Regions from separate parts of the Zea mays genome. Here regions 1 and 2 are each linked to region 3. Evidence: chromatin contacts called from public Hi-C data. All regions are on one chromosome and are shown on one strand. The core of a region is the stretch at or near the end of the contact, and the rest is flanking DNA. Distances in the headings are between cores, read along the strand shown. Region 1 has its middle 130 kb from the start of LOC100278031. Region 2 holds the start of LOC100283793 (fiber protein Fb15). Region 3 overlaps LOC100383536 (putative STRUBBELIG family receptor protein kinase).

Region 1 (4,169 bases), core at 1,002-3,501, 290 kb before region 3:
TTGACATATTTGATCTAGTATCTAAATTTTAATGTGACCTGTAAGTCAGAGTCGAGGAAGTATATTTCGGGGCTTAAATATAGTGGCAGAAGATAGAAGTTAATTAGGATGCATATGGTTATTTGTACTCGAAACAGTTTTCCTGTCCTGACAGAGTGAGACAGTGCATATGGCTCTCCCCGCAGGCGAAAGTGACTGCCCATGGGCCATATGGGCATGAATGGGGGAGGTGACATCCATGATCCATGGATCGACAAGCATAATGGCCTGTGCAGCAACGTGATAAAGGATGTCCCTCATCCTTCTTCGCCTCGAGGTTCATCTCGAGGGTTTGCACGCCGCCGCAGCTCCGGCGTGCAAGTTGACGAGTGGGGCCAGGCACATCATGTAATGCGTGGACACACACATTAACACTCTATATATACAAATATATAAAAACACTTATATGTTTATTTATTTATTTATTTAATTATTTCTAGAACCAACACCGAGGACATATTGATACTGGCAAGAAACTAGTGTCGTGTACGAATACACTGTTGCATGCGAACACACTAGTATTGCGGAACATTTACGCCTTGCGTAATAAGTAAAAGGCGTTCCCCCTTTTGTGGGCTGGGCCGGGGCCCTTTTCCCATGCCTTTTTCTCTTTTATATCGGCTCTTTTTTCCTTTAATCTTTACTACCACTTTTTTTACTTGTTGCCCACAAAATTACGAGCTCGCTTTTGATTATGCTCTTCTCCACTTCATAGCACTAACAAAATGACATGATGCTGCCTTTTACTACCTCCTCCATTCAAAAAAAAGTTAACAGTGTCATATATTTATGACGCTGTGTCAGCTGCTAGTACTGTGAAACTGGATTTGACCCTCAAACTAAAGCTGCTAGTGGCTCATATATATATGTCTCTCGCGAGGCATGTGGAAGATGGAAAGTGTGTGTTGTTTAAAAGTTGCTATACGCATGGCATGGCAGTGTTAGGACATGTAGGTTGCGCTTGAGGAGATTTGAGCTGATCAGTGTGCAGTGGGAGTCAACAATGGCTGCCCATCATGGCGCAAAAACGAAGGGTCTAGCCGCCAAAGTGAAGGTGCTTTCCTTGCATGCAGCAATCAGCATGCTCGTCGACCTCAAGTGTCCTTGCATTTGTCCCCTAACCACTGCACTGTCTGTAGGGGGCACCTACTCGCGGCGTGAGATCTCTCTGGTGAGCAGCGTGGCAGCTCATGCAGCCATGCAGTGCCTGCTGGGGGAAGGATGAGGACGGTCGGTCTGAGATGGTCATGGAGGGCAGCAGTGGAGCGACACTGCCTCTGTGACTGTGAGGAAGAAAGTGCTCTTTTATACGTATGTATGTAGAGAATGTTGTACTGTTGACATGTGGATTCCATAGACGACATGTGGACTGTCAAGAAAACAGTGTACTGGATGATCCTTCAGTTCCTCGGTATATATAGCAATAACTAGAGTCCATGTACGTGTCCCCTGAATAATATATGAAAACAAAAAAAAATTCTGGTTGAAAACTGTTAAACACAAACTCGTTTCTTGTGATCCAATCCAAATAGGTCAGCGACAAACCACATTCCCTGTCAGCAATAGAATATTTTGTTCTCATCCTCTCAAATTTATTTCAGTATCAAATAAGCGCTCAATATAGGTTGATAGAGAGCCTGGCATGATAACAGTGACGAATAAAAGGGGACATGTTTAACAGCTATATATTTGCTATAGAAGCAACAAAATGTATTATCATTCTAATCCTCCACTTACTCAGAACGACATTAATTGATATCACAATAAGCGTGCGTTCTCTGATGAACCTTCTGAGGACTAGGACTGTTGTGTCTTTGAAAAAAATCACACGTCTGATTAGTTGGTCATAGGAGTAGCATTATTTGTATAGTGTAATATTGTCACGCTTTTACAAGTTATTGACGAATGAGACCTACATAGCAGAAAAAAAATCTTGTCATAATTGTAGCTCTAAACCAAACGTATGCCTAACTTGCTAACATTAGACGTGGTAAATTGTGGAAGATGAATCAACAAACCAAACAGCCCTTAAGAAACCGACTATTTCGATGTCCATTATTTCGGTTCGGTGTTCAGTGCACACTGATCACCGAAATTTCCTTGCCCCTTACAACTCGCACCACGAGTCGCTGTTGTCGCTCTGTGCATCTTGCTTAGACCTGCTTCGAAGCCCATGTTGTTGGCCTGCTGCCGCCGCGGTTTCTTGACCGTAAAGAAAGAGTGCTGGGCTGTAAGAGCGTTGGCTTGTTGAGCTGGGATGGCGAGTGGCCCATGTGATCTATGTACTCTTTCTTTACTTTTTGGTTTATATGGTATATTTCTTTTTTTATATTTTTATACTACTTTCATTTATTTTTTTATTTTACTCTACTTAATTAATTTCTTAAGTTTTTTTCTTCTATTTATTTTGCCTTTCATTTTCTCTTTTCTTTTTATTTTATCTGTTTCATGTATTTCATTAAATTACTCTAATAATTTATTTTTATTAATTATTTTCAATTTGTTTGTTTGTTTTTTTACTTACATGAAATACATATCATATGTATATGTTGTACATGTTTTTTTTAAAAAATTATTCTAGATTTTAGTTTTCCTTTCCATCTAGTTTATTTTGGTTTGATTATTTATTTCTATAAATATTGTGTTCGTGAGATGCTGCATGATCTTGATTCTTTACATAGGATCCATATAAGGCTAGATATCGAGCTAGCTTGGCTTGGCTCAACTCGTTAAGGAACCGAGCCAGAGAACCGACTCGGGTTGGCTCGTTTTCTAGATCAAGCTGGCTCATTTAGCTCACGAGTCATAGAAAAGCTATATACATACATATATATGCCAACATAATCAGTTGCTCGTTAACTCTAAACCAATTTAACATCACTAGCATATAGGTCGTGTTAACACTACGATCCTGAAGAGTGGAGTAGTCGATGACGGCAACAACGCGAGTGAAGGAAGGGGGAGGGGCGGTGGTGTCAAAGGGGAAGAAGGGGTAGGCTGGGGGCGGCGGGGTCGCCGGGAAGGAGGAGGGGGAGGGGGAGGGTTGATCTAAATAATATTGTCTATTAGATTTGAGTGGGTAAGAGAGAGGTTTATACAACGATCTGAAATGTTGGTCTTGATTGTGTGTTAAGATTGGTGTTTTTTGGTGGATTTAGTGGATGCTATAGGTGTGGGTGTCAGTTGGCTAAGGGTCTGTTTGGTTGGGCTGTGGCTGTGGAAAAAGTTGCTGTGGGCTGTGAGCTGTGGAAAAAGCTGCTGTAGGCTGTGTGCTGTTAAAAAGCTAAAAATCGTTTGGTGGAAACCACTAAAAATCGTTAAAATTTCTTCGATATATGTTTTCACAGTTCCATCCAAAAGCCACTAAAAGCAGGTCTAGGGGTGCTTTCAGTTTTGCACTACGAGAAAGTCGGCTTTTAGAAAAAGCTGCTTCCTGGATTCAGCCCTTTGGTTGGCTTTTGGCTTTTAGGGGGCAAAAGCCAAAGCCAAAAGCCAAACCAAACACACCCTAAGTTTTGTATAGTTTAAATTGGTGGATTATATAGTGCATTAGATAAAGGAGTAATGTTGCTCATATTTTTACAGACCACATTAATTTAACAACAAACTAACATAGTTCACTCATCTGTTCATTCAACATAAGTACGCAATACACATGTTCACTAGTTTAACTCGCATACACAATTACACATACCAGTTTACCACATGCCACAAGCACATATATGTAAACATGTTCATCTGTTCATGCGTAAATGATATGTAACGCAATGCAACAATCTAGTATACAAAATTTTAAACACTAGGCCATCAAACCCAAGTAGTCATCAATGAGGCTAGCTAGGGGTGGGCGTTCTGGTTACCCGAAAAATTTGGGCTGGGTAATTTAGGTAATTTAAATTTTGGATTCTAAGAATCGGTACTCGAAATTACAACGGGTTTTACAATACCCGAAAATTCGGGTACCCAAAATTTCGGGTTCGGATTCGGGTATTCCCGAACAGTTGTGGCAGCTAAATTAACACCCTATTAAATTAGAAAAAATATAGTTTTAATAATGATATACATGCACTTAAAAAACATGAAATCTATGATCACAAGTTCATAAGTCATACTGTTGCCACCCGAATCTA
Region 2 (4,162 bases), core at 555-3,054, 380 kb after region 3:
AACCCTGATTTGTAGTTTCGCTTTTCCTCCTTAATCGTTTGACCTTCTCTTGTGCCCCTTTAGATCTTGCTGGTTCTTGTGGGTTTTATCTCTTTTTATGTGTTTCCCCGTTTCGTCGTTTTTCGGTTCTCCTTTGCCTTTGTCTCCCTTTTCTCTTCTTTGGGGGTTGAGCTCTGAGGTTTTCATATGGGGTTTCATCTCTAGCCTACCCCTACGTGTTTGGGACAAAAAGGCTTTGTTGTTGTTGTTGTGTAATGGGCAGCGTTTAGGTCCCCTATACAAAGCGGGCCACACCAAGCTTCTATACCCTATGACACAAAGCTCGAGTTCAAACACAATTTGGCTATTTGGTTCAGGCCCTGTTTGGAACCCATAGAGCTAATTGTTAGCTAGCTAACAAATTATTAGCTGGGTTGAACCAGCTAATGAACTAATTATTAGCTATGGGTTAGCTAACAATTAGCTGGGTATTAGCTGAGGGTGTTTGGAACATCTACAACTAATTTTAGCAGCTAGCTCTAAAGGTTCCAAACAGGGCCTTAGAAACAGATATATTTTCTCACTTCCACAGACAGAGCCCTACAGGTCAATGGTACATTTGTTGGAAGTCAAACAAAAAAACTGGAATCAAATTGCTGGAAATAGTAAGTTTTCATAAGGCTTCTTCAACAAAGCAGTAAACCTATTTGCTAACTAACCATTTCACATATCTCCAGATGTTGACTCAGACTTTTACACTCAACAAGACGAGTAGCACAAATTCGAAGTGAATTAAGGAGACAGATCTGTTAAGCAGGAATCCATTGTTGCGCTGTGATATGACAGTCACACATCTGAGTTTCCTGAGCAGGTACACACAATATAGATAAACAAAACTACAGCAGTACGATCAATAAAAAAATGTGATCACAAGCCAATAGTTAGATGCAATACATGAATATTTTTTAAAGACTGCAATCCATGAACACCCGATTTAAATTTGCCTGCATTCATCGTCAACTGAATCCCTGCACCCCTTGCGAGCAGAATGGGTGCGAAGGATAGCTCAAAATTTCTAGGGAAAGGCGCACTACATTGCACAAACACAAGCAAATAATCATCGGTAAAACTAGCGGCCGTAGGCAAATATTAATCACAACAAACACACCGATCTATAGCCAGCAATGCTCTGCACTAAGGCCTATCGCGTGCCGAATGTGCAAGGCTTGAACTCGTCCATCCAGATGCAATTAGTCGAGAGCAAGCTGGTCGGATCGGATCGGAGCGATCCGCGGTGCGCCAGCCACGGCCAGATCGGATACTATTGGGAAAGGAGAGACAGGGAGCCGCGGACTCACCTCCCGCGCTGCCGGCGAGGGACGGGGCAGCGGATCTAGTGCTTCCCACCGGTCCTCTCCATCTCCTCGAGGTGGGCGAGGTGGGCGCGCTCCCAGGGCAGATTGACGAAGTAGGAGAAGATCATCCCTCCGATGCAGACGTGGTAGAGAGGGTCCGGCGAGCTCGTGTCGATGTACTTCTCGATGTAGCGGTCGACGGCCTGGTCGGCGCTCTTCTTGACGTTGTCCCAGGTCAAGCGCGGCTTCAGGTAAGCCGGCACGTCGCGGACCTTCATGCTCCGGATCTCGTTGTACAGGGCACGCAGCGCCATGGCTGGCTGGTCTCTCGGCTCCGGGCTCTCTCGCTCGCTAGGGTTTGCTCGTCGGCGTGGGTGGGTGGGGATGGGGAGTAAGGGAAAGGGGAATTTGTTGGAGGAATCGAGAGATGGGGGTTCTTGGGCCGGGCCGGGCCGGGCCGGGCCTGTGTTGACTCGTGTAGTTGCTGGGGCATGGCATTTTAAGCCATGAGGCCCACGTAAGGCCCACAAGGCAGAGACGGCGGAGCGCGTCTGTCTTCGTCCTCCTCCCTCCCACATCCCACGCATACCGGTTCGGGCAGATACAAATGGCGGCAAGGCATCCCTCGTTCCCTCTCTTTCTCCCTCTGCTGGACCACCGCCACCAACCGCAGGCTAAAATTAGCGAGAGAGGTGTGCGGTGGGAAGGCGTGCAGGTATGGGGGGAAGCAGCAGGGGGTGGCGGCGAGGTGGCATTAGAGATTGGAAGGAGGGAGGGAGGAGGCGAGGTGAGAGAGGACGAAGAGGGCGCATCGTGGGTTGGGTGATCACGGCCTGATGGGGTCGTGGCGCAAGGCCTACGGCGCCCTCAAGGACTCCACCAAGGTCGGCCTCGCCAAGGTCAACAGCGAATTCAAGGTGAGCCATGGCGATCGCGATCCGGTTACCGTGGATTCCGAGTTCTCACCAACTGTCTGTCTGATGCCCTCTCTGTTTGTCTGGGAAAAAAAAGGAATTGGATATTGCAATTGTGAAGGCAACCAACCATGTTGAATGCCCTCCCAAGGAACGGCACGTCAGAAGTGAGTACTAGTCATCCTGTCCCCCCTCCGTCTTCTACATTGGATGGATCTTCCTTCCTGTCCCACCCCCCACCCCACCCCCAATTTGTGTGGCATTCTGATTCTCGTCTTGCGGCGCAGAAATACTCTTGGCGACCTCAGCAAACCGCCCTCGCGCAGACCTCTCGTACTGCATATACGCATTGTCAAGGAGATTGTCCAAGACAAAGAACTGGATAGTGCGTGTTCTTCCTCGTTGCCACTTTTTACTGATGATTCCTTCGACCGCGCCATGTGTCGAACCCATGGTTTTAACTAACGCATATCCAACGTTCGCGTCACAGGTTGCGCTCAAGACATTGATAGTGGTGCATAGGCTTCTGAGGGAGGGCGATCCCATGTTCAAGGAAGAGTTCCTGGCCTACTCATCCAGAGGGAACATCTTGCACATAGCCAATTTCAAGGACGACTCGAGCCAGTCAGGCGAGTTTCTTGTACTACCATCCTGCTGGCTGGGAGTCTCTGTAATTTCCGTTGCCCTGCCGAATGATGAACCAATCCATCCATCCTTGACTTGTCAGCTTGGGATTGCTCCGCATGGATTCGCGCCTATGGATGCTTCCTGGAGGAACGGCTCGAGTGCCTCAGGGTTCTCAGATACGACATCGAAACCGAGCGTCTCGTCAGATATCCCCAGACTTCCAGCAAGGTCCTCTTTTTCTGTCTTCTGAAATTTGATGCACGGCACTTTGATGGTGTAGAGACTTTTCGTCTTATGGCTGTGTACATGTTCCGTCATCCTGAAAAAAAAAACAGGTACATAGTAAAACCAGGACCCTGCCTAGCCCGGAACTCTTGGAGCAGTTGCCTGCACTGCAGCAGCTGCTTTTCAGGGTTGTCGGCGTCCAGGTCTGACACGCCAAACCTCTCCTGCTAGGCTTTCTTAATAAGTTGTTTAAGCTTGCTTGTTGAATGCCTGTTGCACTAGTTACCCCCTTCTTTGTCAATTCCAGCCTGAAGGCGCTGCCTGCTCAAATTACCTTATTCAGTACGCACTAGCCCTGGTAAGCTGCAAGCCTGCAACTGCAGACATCTCATTTCTTGCCAATCATTCCCCATCTTGCTTGCAAGATATTTTGTGTTCTACTAGCTCTCTCTTATCCAGCTCTTGCGATCTTTAGGTTCTGAAGGAGAGCTTCAAGATCTACTGCTCAATTAACGATGGCATCATCAATCTCGTCGATATGGTAAAGTAGCAATTCTACCACATGAACCATGGTTTTCTTTGTCGCCGAATCGTGATGATAATTTTCTTGCTCTGGCCGGTCTGATCCAGTTCTTCGAAATGCCGAAGTACGACGCAATCAACGCTCTGGCGATTTACAAACGAGCTGGCCTGCAGGTATGTAAATTTCTCTTGGCATGCCGATCTTACCAAATAGTTCTCAGAATAAAGTAGTTTTGGTCTGTCAAATCCATTCACAGGCAGAGAACCTTGCCGAGTTCTATGACTTCTGCAAACAGCTTGAGCTTGCCAGGACGTTCCAGTTTCCTACTCTCAGGCAGGTTAGTTACTTTATCTCTACATCTTGATATTGCCGTCTTGATTTAGAGTTGTTAGAGTATGTGCTCATCAGTCATCACGACTGTTCTGCAGCCACCCGCATCGTTTCTTGCAACGATGGAAGAGTACATCAGAGAAGCACCCCGACCCTCGATCAAGAGTGAGGTGAGCGCATCTCCTTTTGAGAAACAAGTACTGGATCTG
Region 3 (4,121 bases), core at 1,097-3,596:
AATTATGAAGCACCTGAAATCCATGAATCTGAGCCTTTTACTCGTCAAAGCGACGTATATAGTTTGGGTGTGGTGATGCTAGAACTTCTTACTGGTCGTAAGCCATATGACAGGTCAGAGATCCATTGCAATATGCATGTTGAACAAGAGCCTTTTGCAATTATTTGAATCACTTCTCTCCTAAAAATTCATTTTTAGTACTTCTTTATGTTGGAATATGCAGTTCTCGTCCACGTGATGAACAACATCTTGTTCGATGGGCTAATTCTCAGCTTCATGACATGGAGTCCCTGTCAAAGATGGTTGATCCTTCTATCCGAGGAGAGTGTTCTGTGATACTGTTGTCACGTTTTGCAGACATCATCAGTCAGTGTATTCAGGTAATTCTAAGCTTCTTAAGCTTACATGCTCTGTTTATTCCCTACCTCTCTACAGTTAGAGCACAGCCATCATAAGCATTCTGGTTAACTTGCAGGAGTTTACTCATATTAGAATTAATCATATGTGAAGGTCACATGTTTCATGTTATAATAACCCTTGTGTTGTGTTAATACTTTAATTATACAGCATTAGTAGCTTTTGTTTGTTTCAGTTAGCTGCCAACTATGTCCTGTAGAAATAGATCTTTGTTTACAACAGCTTATCAACACAAGCATAGTCTGCTCACCTGAGTTCCAGCCTTTCCAGCGTGTTGAGTGTCTGCTTCTCTCCTCCCCTGCTGGAAGTCCAAGATTTCAGACATCTAAGTTATTCTATTGCATGTATATGTTTCGTAGTTCTTTTTAAACATCCGGTCATGTTCAGATCATCGAATGAAGTATTTGTATTTGTTTTTATTTTTCTATTCAATATTGCATTCTGGTTAGCGCTCTTTTCTAAAAATACCAAGATGCATTCAAGGTTCACACTTTTATTATGCAGCCGGGACCAGAATTCAGGCCAGCAATGTCTCAAATCGTCCAAGACCTAGCTAGGATTGTAGGTGCTAGTGGTGCGGTATCAGAGTGACAGATAAAGGGGGAACAGTAAACATCTAGCTTGACTGTATGCACTTGTGGAGACGCCAGAACGTTTGTTTCCTTTATCTAAAAAAAAGGTAAAACATCTAGCCTCAGTCGTGTGGCCAGTGAAGATTCATACATCCTCAGCGCAGTGCCAGGGGCACTCTCAGTATTTATGTTGGACGATATTGCGGCTAGTGTACATGCCATTTTGGAGCCCCATTTGCTTCTGGAAAGGTGTAGTGGTACTGTGGTAGTATGGCACAACCAGTGAGATATGGCTTCTCATTGTTGCTAGCAGATATTCCTGAGCTCCTCTAGACATGATAATTTCACCTGCAGGCAGTGTATCTCTTGTAACTAATTCCAATTTTTTATTACTTTATTATTACATTATAGCTAGTTATGTCAAATATGGTGCTTTTAGCTTGTCTTGAGACCTATGTTTCTCCTGGGAAAAGAACTGGCTTGCTGATTCTTTGCAGAGGCAAAGCAACCTTTTTCTGACCTGTACATGAAGATTCTCCTCCTTGAAGCGAAAGCACCTCTGCTAGGTATGCGTGGTGTGCTTGGTTCCTGACTTTTCTTCGTGTGGTTTCTTCAAGATGTAGAATAAGTTATGACAGTGTTCAACTATGCTGATTGGGGATTAGATAAACTTTTGTATTGATCCGTTCTTAACTGATAGATGGCACCCTGTGGTTGATTGCAAGCTTGATCTGTCATGTTGCGTCTTGTAGCATGCACTGTCAGGTTCTGGATTTCTGGCTGTTGTCTGTTGAACACTTTTTTAGCTTATTTCTTCTTCGTTTCCCCAGGTTACACTGGTAACAGAAAACTCGATTCTAGTTACCACTGCCCAGGAGTATATTTTGGCTTACAGTTTTGTATGCTTGAACTGATAGTATCATCTTTTGCCTTTTGGGCTTTAAGCAGGGCAAATGCTTTGTATCACAAAATCTAGAAAGTTTGCCCTCCTTCCTATCTCGCTGGAGAAATATTTGGTGATATATGCTCTATGTGTAAGTGTCAACGACTGCTGCGCAATCAGGTCTAAGGTGCAAGCGCACCAAACGAGTATCCTAGTCCGCAAGATTATGATCCAACCGTAGATATGTAGATATGACATATGGTTAGATCGTGATCTAACGGACTAGGGGAGTTGCGAGCCGCAGCTGTTTATAGAGAGCAGTTTATCATGCCATGAGGAGCAGTTTACCATGCCATGAGGATGGTCGCAACTGGATGTGCAATGCACCGAACAGTTTTGCCTTGTACTTGTACCCCCACTGAATCTCAGGCAGGAAAACAGGAGTACTATCTATGCATTATGCATCTGCCTCTAGTGGTCCATCTATTTCCATCGGGATGCCTGCCTGACGTGGCCCCGTGGCCCGCCTGATTTAGATAAGCTGGTCCACACCCATCGCATCATCCTGTTGTTGGTGCTGGAACGAATCGCGATATATACATTGAACAATTAGTTCCCCATCGACCAAGTGGACTCACACCCACCCAAGTGGCAACCGCGACTAATGTCGTGAGAACATTCGAGACCAACGCAATTGTTGTGATCAACTGATCGTATGCATTTTCTGATCAGAGGCCACGGAATTTACAGTAAATCACATGATGCTACTCACATCTTGGTTTGCCAAATAGTGGGTGGGATCCTGACCCTGCATAACTTTGGAAAACGAAGGACTGTTGACATGAAGCAAACATTCGTTGTTGAAAGTGCAGTCATCCCTTTTGTGAGTTTTGGTGATTTGGATAACAACACATTTAAAGGTCTAACAAGTTTGCTAAGTGTTGAACAGAAAATTCAGTATGATGAACATACTTGAATAGTGTATAATGATCAGTGAATAAGGTTCAACACAAGGTCAAATAACCAGTGAGACAATGCAAATGGATATAATATGGTCTATATATTGGTTTGAATATATGGACAAGTCCCGAGAAATCACTATGCATAAATATGATCATAATAGAGGTTGAAGTGATTAAGAGGATTGGTTAAGCCAAAGTGAATAAGATATGAGGAATCGTGAATTGACTTGACCATATTACTATTAGTACATATATGAATATATGAGAATCAAACTAGAGTTTGATTGATCTTAGCAGTTATATCTAGATGACATTCAAGCAAGGTTCACAATATTGAAGAAATGATTCTCTCAATGGATGCTCAATAGGATGTGACTCAAGAATGACTTGATAGGGTGAAGATAGCAAGGAAAGGGCTTCGAGGAACTAAGCGAAGGTGAAGGCCAGGCGACGGCTTGTAGACCGAGGTACCATGACTAAGGTGAAGAAGAGAGTACTTGCACTAAGTCGATGAACTAATTAGCTATAAAGAGTTACAACATGTTGATGCATCAGTAAGGTGACTTGAAGCCATGATTTGAACTCATATATGGTGAAATGGCACAAGTCACATGCTCGATTTGTGTTTGCTTCAAAAGGTGAGACAAAGATGTTTGTGATCCTTATGAAGCAACACCATGGAGAAACCACATTTGAGACACCAATGACTCAAGGAGTTTACTTAATTATATTTTATTTAACTTGAGTATAGAAATCGTCGTACTATCAATGGGGATCCATAAAGAAGGTTGGTGTTGGTACTAAAGCTCAAAATCCTTGATCTAAAACTTCCATTTTACTCTTGTTTCACTTTAGTTTTCTCAAAATCTGTGCAACAATTTCAAAAATCAATTCAACCAGAATTAAAACCGGTTCAACCAGTTTCTGCACTGTTCCCCTCTGTCACTGCCAGTCTGCCAGTCAGTCCTGTCAGGAAAAGTCGTGTGCAGATTTTTGGAAAACGGTTCAACCGAATTTTGGCCCGGTTCAACCGAACTTTGGCCCGGCTCAACTGGGATTTGCAACCGGTTCAACCGAATTTTGGTCTGGCTCAACCGAATTCGAGTCCGGTCCAGTCTCCGGCTGAGTTCGCCAGTGAACCGAAAACCCCCTGATGGAATTTGGTTCAACCGGTTTTAGAACCGGTTCAACCGTTTTTCAGTCAGATTTCCCCAACGGCCACCAGCTTTTGGGGGCACCTTTATATACACCTCCCACACTCTTCCCCATATAAGAGCACGCACAAAA

What was found. Hi-C and Micro-C count contacts between places; a contact is called where the count stands out from the background.
Region 1: a Hi-C map of tassel shows a contact between it and region 3, with 5 times the contacts expected there. The contact joins two enhancer-like sites. A contact is called at or near these places in 3 of 25 Hi-C or Micro-C datasets (bundle sheath, leaf and tassel).
Region 2: a contact with region 3 is called in a Hi-C map of leaf, with 9 times the contacts expected there. The contact joins the promoter of LOC100283793 here to the enhancer-like site in region 3. A contact is called at or near these places in 9 of 25 Hi-C or Micro-C datasets (bundle sheath, ear, endosperm and 3 more).

What each region holds. Positions count from the first base shown.
Region 1 is chr5:90,097,048-90,101,216 of Zm-B73-REFERENCE-NAM-5.0, reverse strand. No RefSeq gene overlaps it. Among protein-coding and RNA genes, the nearest start is that of LOC100278031, 130 kb to the right of the region's middle. Within about 2 kb of position 2,251, at least 15 of the 20 cell types and tissues checked have an H3K27ac peak or open chromatin away from gene starts, as enhancers often do. A contact at or near this core is called in bundle sheath, leaf and tassel, where this site is marked.
Region 2 is chr5:89,434,156-89,438,317 of Zm-B73-REFERENCE-NAM-5.0, reverse strand. LOC100283793 (fiber protein Fb15) reads right to left here and starts at 1,804. Exons shown (of 2, transcript NM_001156692.1): 1 at 1,338-1,804. The coding sequence starts at 1,648. The coding sequence ends at 1,373. It overlaps LOC100383870 (Putative clathrin assembly protein), which reads left to right and starts at 2,076. Exons shown (of 15, transcript NM_001176499.1): 1 at 2,076-2,251; 2 at 2,346-2,415; 3 at 2,536-2,633; 4 at 2,739-2,877; 5 at 2,976-3,103; 6 at 3,211-3,303; 7 at 3,408-3,458; 8 at 3,576-3,641; 9 at 3,731-3,796; 10 at 3,880-3,960; 11 at 4,052-4,123. The coding sequence starts at 2,171.
Region 3 is chr5:89,809,931-89,814,051 of Zm-B73-REFERENCE-NAM-5.0, reverse strand. It overlaps LOC100383536 (putative STRUBBELIG family receptor protein kinase), which reads left to right. Exons shown (of 17, transcript NM_001176184.2): 15 at 1-113; 16 at 224-380; 17 at 922-1,688. The coding sequence ends at 1,008. Among protein-coding and RNA genes, the nearest start is that of LOC100383536, 22 kb to the left of the region's middle. Within about 2 kb of position 2,346, at least 16 of the 20 cell types and tissues checked have an H3K27ac peak or open chromatin away from gene starts, as enhancers often do. A contact at or near this core is called in bundle sheath, ear, endosperm and 3 more, where this site is marked.